Regions from separate parts of the Mus musculus genome. Here all the other regions are linked to region 1. Evidence: chromatin contacts called from public ChIA-PET and Hi-C data. All regions are on one chromosome and are shown on one strand. Each heading gives the region's core, a stretch centred on a gene start, on an enhancer-like site or on the middle of the called end of the contact. The rest is flanking DNA. Distances are from core to core; before and after follow the strand shown. Region 1 overlaps Gm34917 (predicted gene, 34917). Region 2 overlaps Gm34857 (a long non-coding RNA gene). Region 3 holds the start of Clic5 (chloride intracellular channel 5).

The links. A called contact is a pair of places that touch in the nucleus more often than the background predicts. ChIA-PET counts read pairs in DNA pulled down with a chosen protein or histone mark.
Region 2: a Hi-C map of bone marrow-derived dendritic cells shows a contact between it and region 1, with 3 times the contacts expected there. The contact joins two enhancer-like sites. A contact is called at or near these places in 33 of 484 Hi-C or Micro-C datasets (the 3T3-L1 cell line, B cells, the C2C12 cell line and 19 more), 1 of 115 datasets of contacts at active chromatin or transcription factors (bone marrow-derived dendritic cells) and 3 of 9 other capture datasets (adipose tissue, liver and pancreatic islet).
Region 3: an RNA polymerase II ChIA-PET map of effector CD8 T cells shows a contact between it and region 1, with 23 read pairs. The contact joins the promoter of Clic5 here to the enhancer-like site in region 1. A contact is called at or near these places in 1 of 484 Hi-C or Micro-C datasets (nephron progenitors), 2 of 115 datasets of contacts at active chromatin or transcription factors (effector CD8 T cells and memory CD8 T cells) and 1 of 9 other capture datasets (adipose tissue).

Annotation. Positions count from the first base shown.
Region 1 is chr17:44,119,705-44,122,454 of GRCm38.p6, forward strand. It overlaps Gm34917 (predicted gene, 34917), which reads left to right. Exons shown (of 4, transcript NR_167720.1): 2 at 1,289-1,473; 3 at 2,579-2,700. Among named protein-coding and RNA genes, the nearest start is that of Enpp4, 15 kb to the left of the region's middle. Within about 2 kb of position 1,372, at least 58 of the 459 cell types and tissues checked have an H3K27ac peak or open chromatin away from gene starts, as enhancers often do. A contact at or near this core is called in effector CD8 T cells and memory CD8 T cells, where this site is marked.
Region 2 is chr17:44,052,506-44,055,255 of GRCm38.p6, forward strand. It overlaps Gm34857 (a long non-coding RNA gene), which reads left to right. Exons shown (of 4, transcript XR_876801.2): 3 at 1-579. Among named protein-coding and RNA genes, the nearest start is that of Gm34857, 10 kb to the left of the region's middle. Within about 2 kb of position 1,391, at least 35 of the 459 cell types and tissues checked have an H3K27ac peak or open chromatin away from gene starts, as enhancers often do.
Region 3 is chr17:44,187,199-44,189,948 of GRCm38.p6, forward strand. Clic5 (chloride intracellular channel 5) reads left to right here and starts at 1,374. Exons shown (of 6, transcript NM_172621.2): 1 at 1,374-1,763. The coding sequence starts at 1,701.

The DNA of each region.
Region 1 (2,750 bases), core at 122-2,621:
GGCTCTGCTGTACCTACCTCCCCAATTCCTGCTTCCTTTCCTGCTACACACTGTCTAGTCTCTACTGGGAAGCCAGACAGTTTTGCAATTGAAAATTCACTTACTGTGGCTCAGCTACTTTGTTCTAGTGCTATGTACTAGGCATAATTGGCTTCAGTTTTTTCCTTATTCTCAAGAATGTTTTACATGTATACAAAGATATATGATCATATCCATGCTTCATTTCCTTTTCCAACTCTCCCTTTAGCCCAGCAGCTGTCAATTGCTTTGAGATCTCTTTGCTTTCTTGGCTGATGTCCCATGTCTTCTTATCTGAGTATTTTCTTCCCAGTTTGCTGCTGTATACCATCATCCTTGACAAACAGCCTCTTCCTCATTTTTGCTTGAGAACTTTGGCCTTCATCCCATCATCAGTTTTTCTCCATATGTAGCTTTGTGGGTCTCACTTGCATTTTGCCATATTCATTAAATCTCTATATTAGCAGAAATCATCTTGGTAAACTGTTAAGGATTTCAGATGTTTTTAAAGCAGCAATTTTCAATACGTAGAACCAAATTTACAAGTATACAATGTATAACAGTTGTTTAAAGGTAAGGTAGACCAAGCTAAAAAACTGTTTATGTGCAAAGGCTTCCAGGAAAAAACATATAGAGGCCATGTTTTGTTTGTTTATTTGCTTGTTTGTTTTAAAAATCTTAATTATGGATTCTGCTAAAACTAGTTATGTGACTATAGGCATATTAGCCTCTTGAAGTTTCTGTCAGTCCCCTTAGAGAATGGAAATGTGCACGCCATCCTGTGTGTGTGTGTGTGTGTGTGTGTGTGTCTGTGTCTGTGTGTGTGTGTCTGTGTGTGTGGTGCGGCAGCTCGCCACTTCTCGAGGTTCCTTCTACTGTGGCCTGGTTGCAGGCTGGTTGGCGAGCCTGGCAATAATTTCTCCAGGATTGAACTACAGCTGCCTGGTGTCTGCTTGCTGGAAGGACTGGACTGTAGCTGCCAGTTCGCATTTGGTATCTGCTTGCCTAGAGGACTGGTCTGCAACTGCTGAGTTGTATTTGGTGTTTGCTACAGGACCAAACTGCTGCCAAAGAAGCTCAACCTCACCCCCAAAGAACTCTTATGAACAGGCCCACTTCCCCCATATCCTAATAACGTTTCTCTTCCATTACCTCTGCTGGGCGGTGGGCGAGAGGAGAGGTTGAACCCTTATTGAAGTAGGTTGCAAAAATATATGCCTACAGATTTCTCATTTGGTTTACGTTTGGTTCTGTTTTGCTTTTTCCCTAGCCACTTGACGTTTCCACGTGTCACAGCTCTGACCTCAGCAACTGAAGTCAGAAAGAAGGCAAAGATTGCAAGGCAGACAAAGCAAGGGTTGAGGCGGGTAGCAAACAGAAGCACATTGTCATGGCAAATATCTGCCTAGCGTGTATGCAGATCTAAGACCATGGCCTAAATCACACCATACCAAGGTGAGGAGCTGGGCGGCAACTCACCAGAGCGGTTAAAGAGAGTGCCGGCCCTCCTCTTTAGGGCAGGCTTTTAGACCACCAGGACGATCTGTTCTGCCCTTCATGTCAATGAGGAAATATGCCCATCAGTGAGTCCCACTCTCCAGCACTTGAGCACACAGCAAACGCCAGCCACATGGCCAGTGGACATCCACAGCCCCCATAATCCATCCCCCCACCCTGAGTTTTAAAGATGTTCACAGCCTTTGCATACTCTAGAACTTCACAGAAATGAAAGTAAAAATTTCCCACAATCCTCTCACCTGTGTTTTTCTAAAAAGTATGCATTGACTCCTTTTCCCCCCTGTGAACACAGAAGAAACCACTGCCTGTGCACATGTCAGTGTGCAGTGATAATCTTTCTAGAAAGTTCTGGCTTCCTGCCGCGGTCGCTTTACTCCAGGAAATTGTGACGTCCCGATTGTTCCTCCAAAGCTTTGAGAACAGCCAGGTGACTGCCTTGCCCCAAGCATTATACCTGTAGCGAGGATAAATTGCGCATCTTTCCCGAGTTTGATCTTTGAGCTAGCCCAACTTTTATTAGGTTTCAACCTCTCAAATTGAAATCTTGTGGTGGAACCTGTCTAGGAAGTTTGACGTTTCTAACCACAGTTTAACCACATTCTTTGCTCTCACCTCCTGACCTTTCGACCAGGAAAGAGAGCCACCAGTTGCTGGTGCTCCCTCCCACACCTAGTTAGCTGGGTCCTGGAGGCATCTTCCCAGCGGGGCATCTCTGAGCTTGGTGGCTCTGCACTGGCAGTGGGCCCTGCTCAGCAAAGAAAGAACAATATGGACTCTGTTCTCAATTAGTGTGTAACCCTCGGGGCAGGCACAGGCTCACTCCTGCTCCCCTGTACTTTAATGGCCTAGTCTGATGTTCCTACAGCTCGGGGCCAGGTGGGGCAAGAGCCCAGAAACAGGAGAGCACCTTGCATTCCCTGGACAAGCTGCGGAGACCTTCTAACAACAGTCCTTCCAAAGGCCGTGGTTCCTCCCTCCTCCCAGACTTGGAATAAGGAATACTGGCATAATTCTGTTTTTGTTTTTTGTTTGACTCCTTCAGTGCTACTACCTCTGAAATATCAAACATAAAGCTTTTTCCAGAAGGAACTGGCATTTGCCCTAAGCACATGATACTGATACTGCCTAGGAGGTAATGTGGATCCACCCAGAGGAATTCTGGACGTAAGTATAAGGCTAGAATAATGTCTGCCAGAGAGATCTTATCCTAAGAA
Region 2 (2,750 bases), core at 141-2,640, 67 kb before region 1:
ATGGTCTCTTATTTTGCCATCACTTGTGACAGGCCACCTGGCCCATAAGTTTTCAGGAATTCTGTATCTGCCTCCCATGCTACTGGAAGGGCTCTGAGAGGACAGACAGTTTGTAGCTGATTTCTTGGGGTTAGAACTCACTTTTGAAGTATATATTTACCGACTCAGCCTACATTGCTTTTTATGCAGGATCTTGCTGTACTGCACAGGGTGGCCTTGAACTCCTAGGATAAGCAAACCTCCCACCTCAGACTCCTGAGTAGCTGGAACTATAGGCACACACCTCCATGCTTAGCGTCAGCTGTCTGAAGTTACACAGAAGTGGACGCTGAGAAGACATCTGCCTTGTGGTGGACAGCATTTTAGAAGGCAGAACAAAGAACTGGAAGGCAGAATCTTTAGCTGAAAGTTACCAGGAAAGCTCACCAGCCTCTACGGAAGATTTCACTTGCATGCCTGATGACTTGACAGGTCATCCAAGCCATGAGAAAGTGAGACCTCATCCCTGAGAGGTGCCTATCACATAGAAAGTGTTTGTGTTTGCTTTGTCACAGAACATAGAACACAATGGCTTGTGAGGTAAGAAAGCATGCCTAGTACTGGGTGCTTATGAAAGAGTTTTCTCGAGGACCTTAGTAAACTCTCCAGTCCCTCACACTGCAGCAGCTTGACCTTGGCATTTAGCTGGTGCATTTTGCTTCAATGCCAACTGTTCCCCTATACTAACTATGACAGACCCTGTTAGGTGCCTTTTCTCAACATTGTTTCTATTTGCTAGCAGAGCTTTATATCAGACACATATTTCTAAGCATCCAGGAAACAAGAGGCTTTTTAATAGGATCTGGGCAGGAAACTGGGAGGTATGAGGTAGGGATCGGCAATGGGACTTCTGAGATTTCTCTCTTTTAAAGGAGGCTGGCAAAGAAGTCTCACTTTCATTCTCTGTATTAGCTCCAAGCTCTAACAATGATCACAGTGGTGCAAAACACCAGGACTTGATTTTTTTCACAAGTTGAACAGACTGAGGTCCAAAGTCAGTGTCACGGGGTCAATAGCAAGGCATCACCAGGGTCAGACTTCCTCCAGTGTGCCTGGGGGGGAAGGCATTCTATGTCTCTTGTGGTTTCTGTGGCCACTGGCATTGCTTAGCGTCCCTCCACATCAGTTTCTGTTCCGTATCTGTGGCCATACTACCTTTTCCTCTTCTGCAGCCAAGTTTCTCTTTGGCTCCCTCTTGTAGAGTATGTCTCTCTAGTGTCCACAGCCTCAGATAGTGCCTTTACACGTTTCCCACATATAGTATCATCCACAGGTGCCAGGGACGAGGATGTACTGACTCCCCAACAAAAGAGTGGGTGCCTCCAGCTTGTGTCAGCCAAGCTTAGGTAGACAAGCCAGGATGTAAGAATAGAAAAAAGGCTCACAGCTGTGGCTTGGTGGCATGTGCTGCTCCTGACATAATTAAATGTGGCGCTATCTCTCTTTGATTGATTTTTTTAAAGGAACTTTTAATTTAAAAAAAAAACTTATAGGTTATTTTTTATTGTATTTCTCCTCTCCCAATTCCTCCCAGGTCCCTACCCACTTAACTTCCCTCCCTCTCTCTTTTTCTCTCCTTCTCTTCTTCTTTCCCTCCCTTCCTTCCTACATAAAACAAAACACTATAAAATGATAGCCCCAGAGCGTGGTTGATATACGCAGTGACATTCCACTTGGAGAAAACCCATTTTCCCTTTGCCGGCAAGTATCAGTTGCAAATAGAGTCTTGGTTAGGAGTTGGGCCCCGTGTCCACTTGTCCCTCTCAGTGCTGAGACTCCATGTGGCATGAACCCACACATGGCCCCATGCATGCTATCACAGCCTCTGTGAGTTCATATGTGCATCTGTCCTGTTGTATCTGGAAGACACTGTTTCCTTAGAGTCATCCATCAACAGTGGCTCTTACAATCTTTCTGCCTCCTCTTTCACACAGATGCCTGAGCCCTGAGGGAAGGGGTTTGATGAAGACATCCCATTTAGGACTGGGTGGTCTGAAGTTGTGGGTCTCTGTGTTAGTTCCCATCTACTGCAAGGAGCATCTCTGATGATGACTGAATACACAGCTCTATGGGCATATCAATATATCACTAGGGGTCACGTCAATGCTATGCTTTTTTAGCAGAATGAAAAGAGTAGGTTTTCCCCTAGGCCCATGACCTATCTACTGTAGGTTCTTAACTGATTTTAAATGAAATTTTAAAACAATGTCATTAGGGGCTGGAGAGATGACTGAACAGTTCGTAGCACAGACTGCTTTAAGAGAGGACCAAAGCTTGGTTCACTGTAGACACATCAGGCAGCTTATAAACACCTTTTACTCTACCTCAAAAGGATCTGATGCCCTCTCCTGGCCTCTGACACCTCCTGCACTCAGGCACACGTACCCTTGGTCCACGTATAGACATAATATAAAGAAAAAATCTTAAAATAATAATCTGATTTTTAAAGCTACTTTGAACATGGCATTATTTGTGTTTTAATACTTGTTATTGAATACAACTAAAATTTTAAACCTAATTAAGATATTATAGAAAATGCCCCCATAGATAAGGACAAAACGGTCACACCTGCACTTATTCTCACAAAGGATTTTCTGATTCACGAAATTTACCTTTTGTGTTATATTCTGCTTTATAATGCTCCATAATTAATATAATATAATGCTTCAGTTCCGATTATCTGGGTAAAATAGGTCATTCAATGAACTCAG
Region 3 (2,750 bases), core at 124-2,623, 67 kb after region 1:
GAAAGAACTTCAGAAAAGCATGAGAGAATATTTATCAAGAACCTTCTTATATTCCGTGATTTAACAACACCTCTACCAAAGTCTATATCTATGGGAAATGTGTCCAATGCCATTATGGTTGAAAGAAACCAGCGTTAGTAGCTTCAACCTACCAACCCTAACTCTCACTTTAGACTATTTCAAGTCTGAGTCATGGTTACCTTGGGTGAGTGGAAAAGCAGAAGAAAAAAAAAAGAGCAAGAAGTCAATATTTTATTCCTTCATCTAGTGCTGGTAGCAGCTGGTGAAAATACATTGAGCTATGCTTACAGGATGTGAGCACAGTATATCTGTATCATAGTTCTGAAAGAAAGAAGGAAAGAAAGGAAGAAAGGGAAAGAGGAAGAGGAAGAGAAAGAGAAAGAGAAAGAAAGAGGAAGAGGAAGAGGAAGAGAAAGAGAAAGAGAAAGAGAAAGAGAAAGAGAAAGAGAAAGAGAAAGAGAAAGAGAAAGAGAAAGAGAAAGAGAAAGAGAAAGAGAAAGAGAAAGCTGGATGTGGTGACCTACACCTGTAAGCAGCACTTAGAAGGTTTTGAGATAGGAGAATGAGGAATTCCAAACCAGTCTCAGTTACATAGTGAGTTTAAGGCCAAAGCCAGCCTATGCTATAGAATTCTCTCTCTCTCTCTCTCTCTCTCTCTCTCTCTCTCTCTCTCTCTGTCTCTGTCTCTCTCTCTCTGAGAGAGAGAGAGAGAGACAGAGACAGAGACAGAATCAGAGACAGAATCAGAGACAGAATCAGAGACAGAATCAGAGACAGAGGCAGAGAGAGAAGGAGGAGCAGGACCAGGAAGAGGAGAAGGAGGTGAGGGGAGACAGGGAGGAGGGAGAGAGAGAGAATAAGAAAGCAGAGGAGAATAAAACCAAGCAAGGGAATGAAAACCCCACAAAGTTGAAAGCTGCAGATCTCTGACTCCAGCACCTTACTGGTTGGCTCACCCCTCAGCCTCTCCCCTGCTCCTGGCCCACTCCCTCTCCACTTGCACAGAGCAAAAATGGCAAGCTCAGCGAATTCAGGATCTTTTCTTCGCTCCACGCTATTGTAAGTGCGTGATTTTGATGGACTAACTGAACCTCTTCATTAAAAAACAAAAATTTAAAAATAAAAAAAAAAAACAAACCTTGAAAATCATCTTCTGTACACCACTCTTTCTGTCCCTCATGACCTTCAGAACATTCTTAGCTCTGTCTGAGCTCGTACACTGAGGGGTCTCCTATGTGACTGGGCCCAACGAATGCTGAGTTCCCAGGGTGTCCCCCTCCCTCCAGTCCCCGCCCGGACTGACCCCGCCCCGCGGCCGTGGTCTATTTTGGGCGCACCCGCGGCAGCGGCGCGGGATCGCTGACAGTCTCGGATCCTGTGACACCTCCCAGCAGTCAGGCACTTGTTGCTCTTGGGACCTGTTGTCAATCCCTTAGCTCGCTTTTCCTTTTAGCCCCCTGCTGGCTCTTGGAGTCCTCTCTTTCCGCGTGACACCTGGGACTCTGATCTCTCAGGCATCGCTGTCCTTGCTTGGAGAAATTGATGAGAAACTGGTAGTCTTAAAAAAAGAAAACATTAAACACCGTGCAAAAGAGAGGCCCCCGCTGTGAGCAGGAGCCTGAAGTGCTGCAGAGGTGGCGCCTCTCCGGCCCGGGACCGTGGTCCGGGGCGCCAACGGCATGACGGACTCAGCGACAACTAATGGGGACGACAGGGACCCCGAGATCGAGCTCTTCGTGAAGGTAGGTCGGCATTCGCGGGCCTCCTCCCGGGCTGGAGATGAGGAGATCTCAAGTGTCAGGACGCAGGTCCCTCTGGGACTTGAGACCCTCCCTAGGGAGCACAGTCCAGCGCCCTCCTGGTCCTGCCGGTGGCCTTTCTGCCAGGGGCTTCCGGAGAAGGGTGTGAGTTTCGATCTGGCAGGTGGCTGTCTTCTTGAAGAGTTAACCCGTAGTCTACCAAACATTGTAGGACAGGTTGCCGTCCCTCATCCTGAGCTCGGAGGGAAGAGCAGATCCTGAGCTCCAAGGGAAGGGATCTTGGCCAAGTTGAAAGATGTCTCCAGATATAGGGACAGGGGAATCTGGCTAGACTAGTAAACTTTTCTTCTTTAGCGGAGGGGGGGGGGGAGGGAGGGAGGGAGGAAGGGAGGGAGAGAGGGAGGGAGAGAGAGAGAGAGAGAGAGAGAGAGAGAGAGAGAGAGAGAGAGAGAGAGAGAGAGAGAGATCCTCTTTGGCACAACAAAAACAGCATTTTCTAGTACCCACCCTCTCTTGTTTTACTCAGAAACACTAAAATAAAAGCGAAGGCCACAAAGCTATTTTCTTGCTTTGTGACTTGTAGAGGAGAGAAAAAAATGAACACCCAGTTCCCTGCTGTTATTATCACTGTCATTATGACTCTACAGGACCGTCTCAGGTAACCAGGGGACCTGTCAGTTTCGACTTGGGCTGCAAAGCAACAGCTTCTTGCAGAACCAAATTAAGCGCCCCCCTGCTTCTTGGGCGCTCCCCTGAGCAGTAGCAGACACCAGACAGCAGCTCTAATGTTTTTTCTTTTGCAAGCTGCGGGAGACTGGAGGCCGGGTCCGCAGGTGTAGGCAGAAACATTTGATCAGCCCTCCTTGCTGGGACACTGCAGAAGCAGAACCCGGGAAACCTGAGGCGGAGGAAAGCAGCCCTGGGCTGGGCTGCAGAGTCGCCAGGACCTTGGGGGAGGGGCGAACTCTA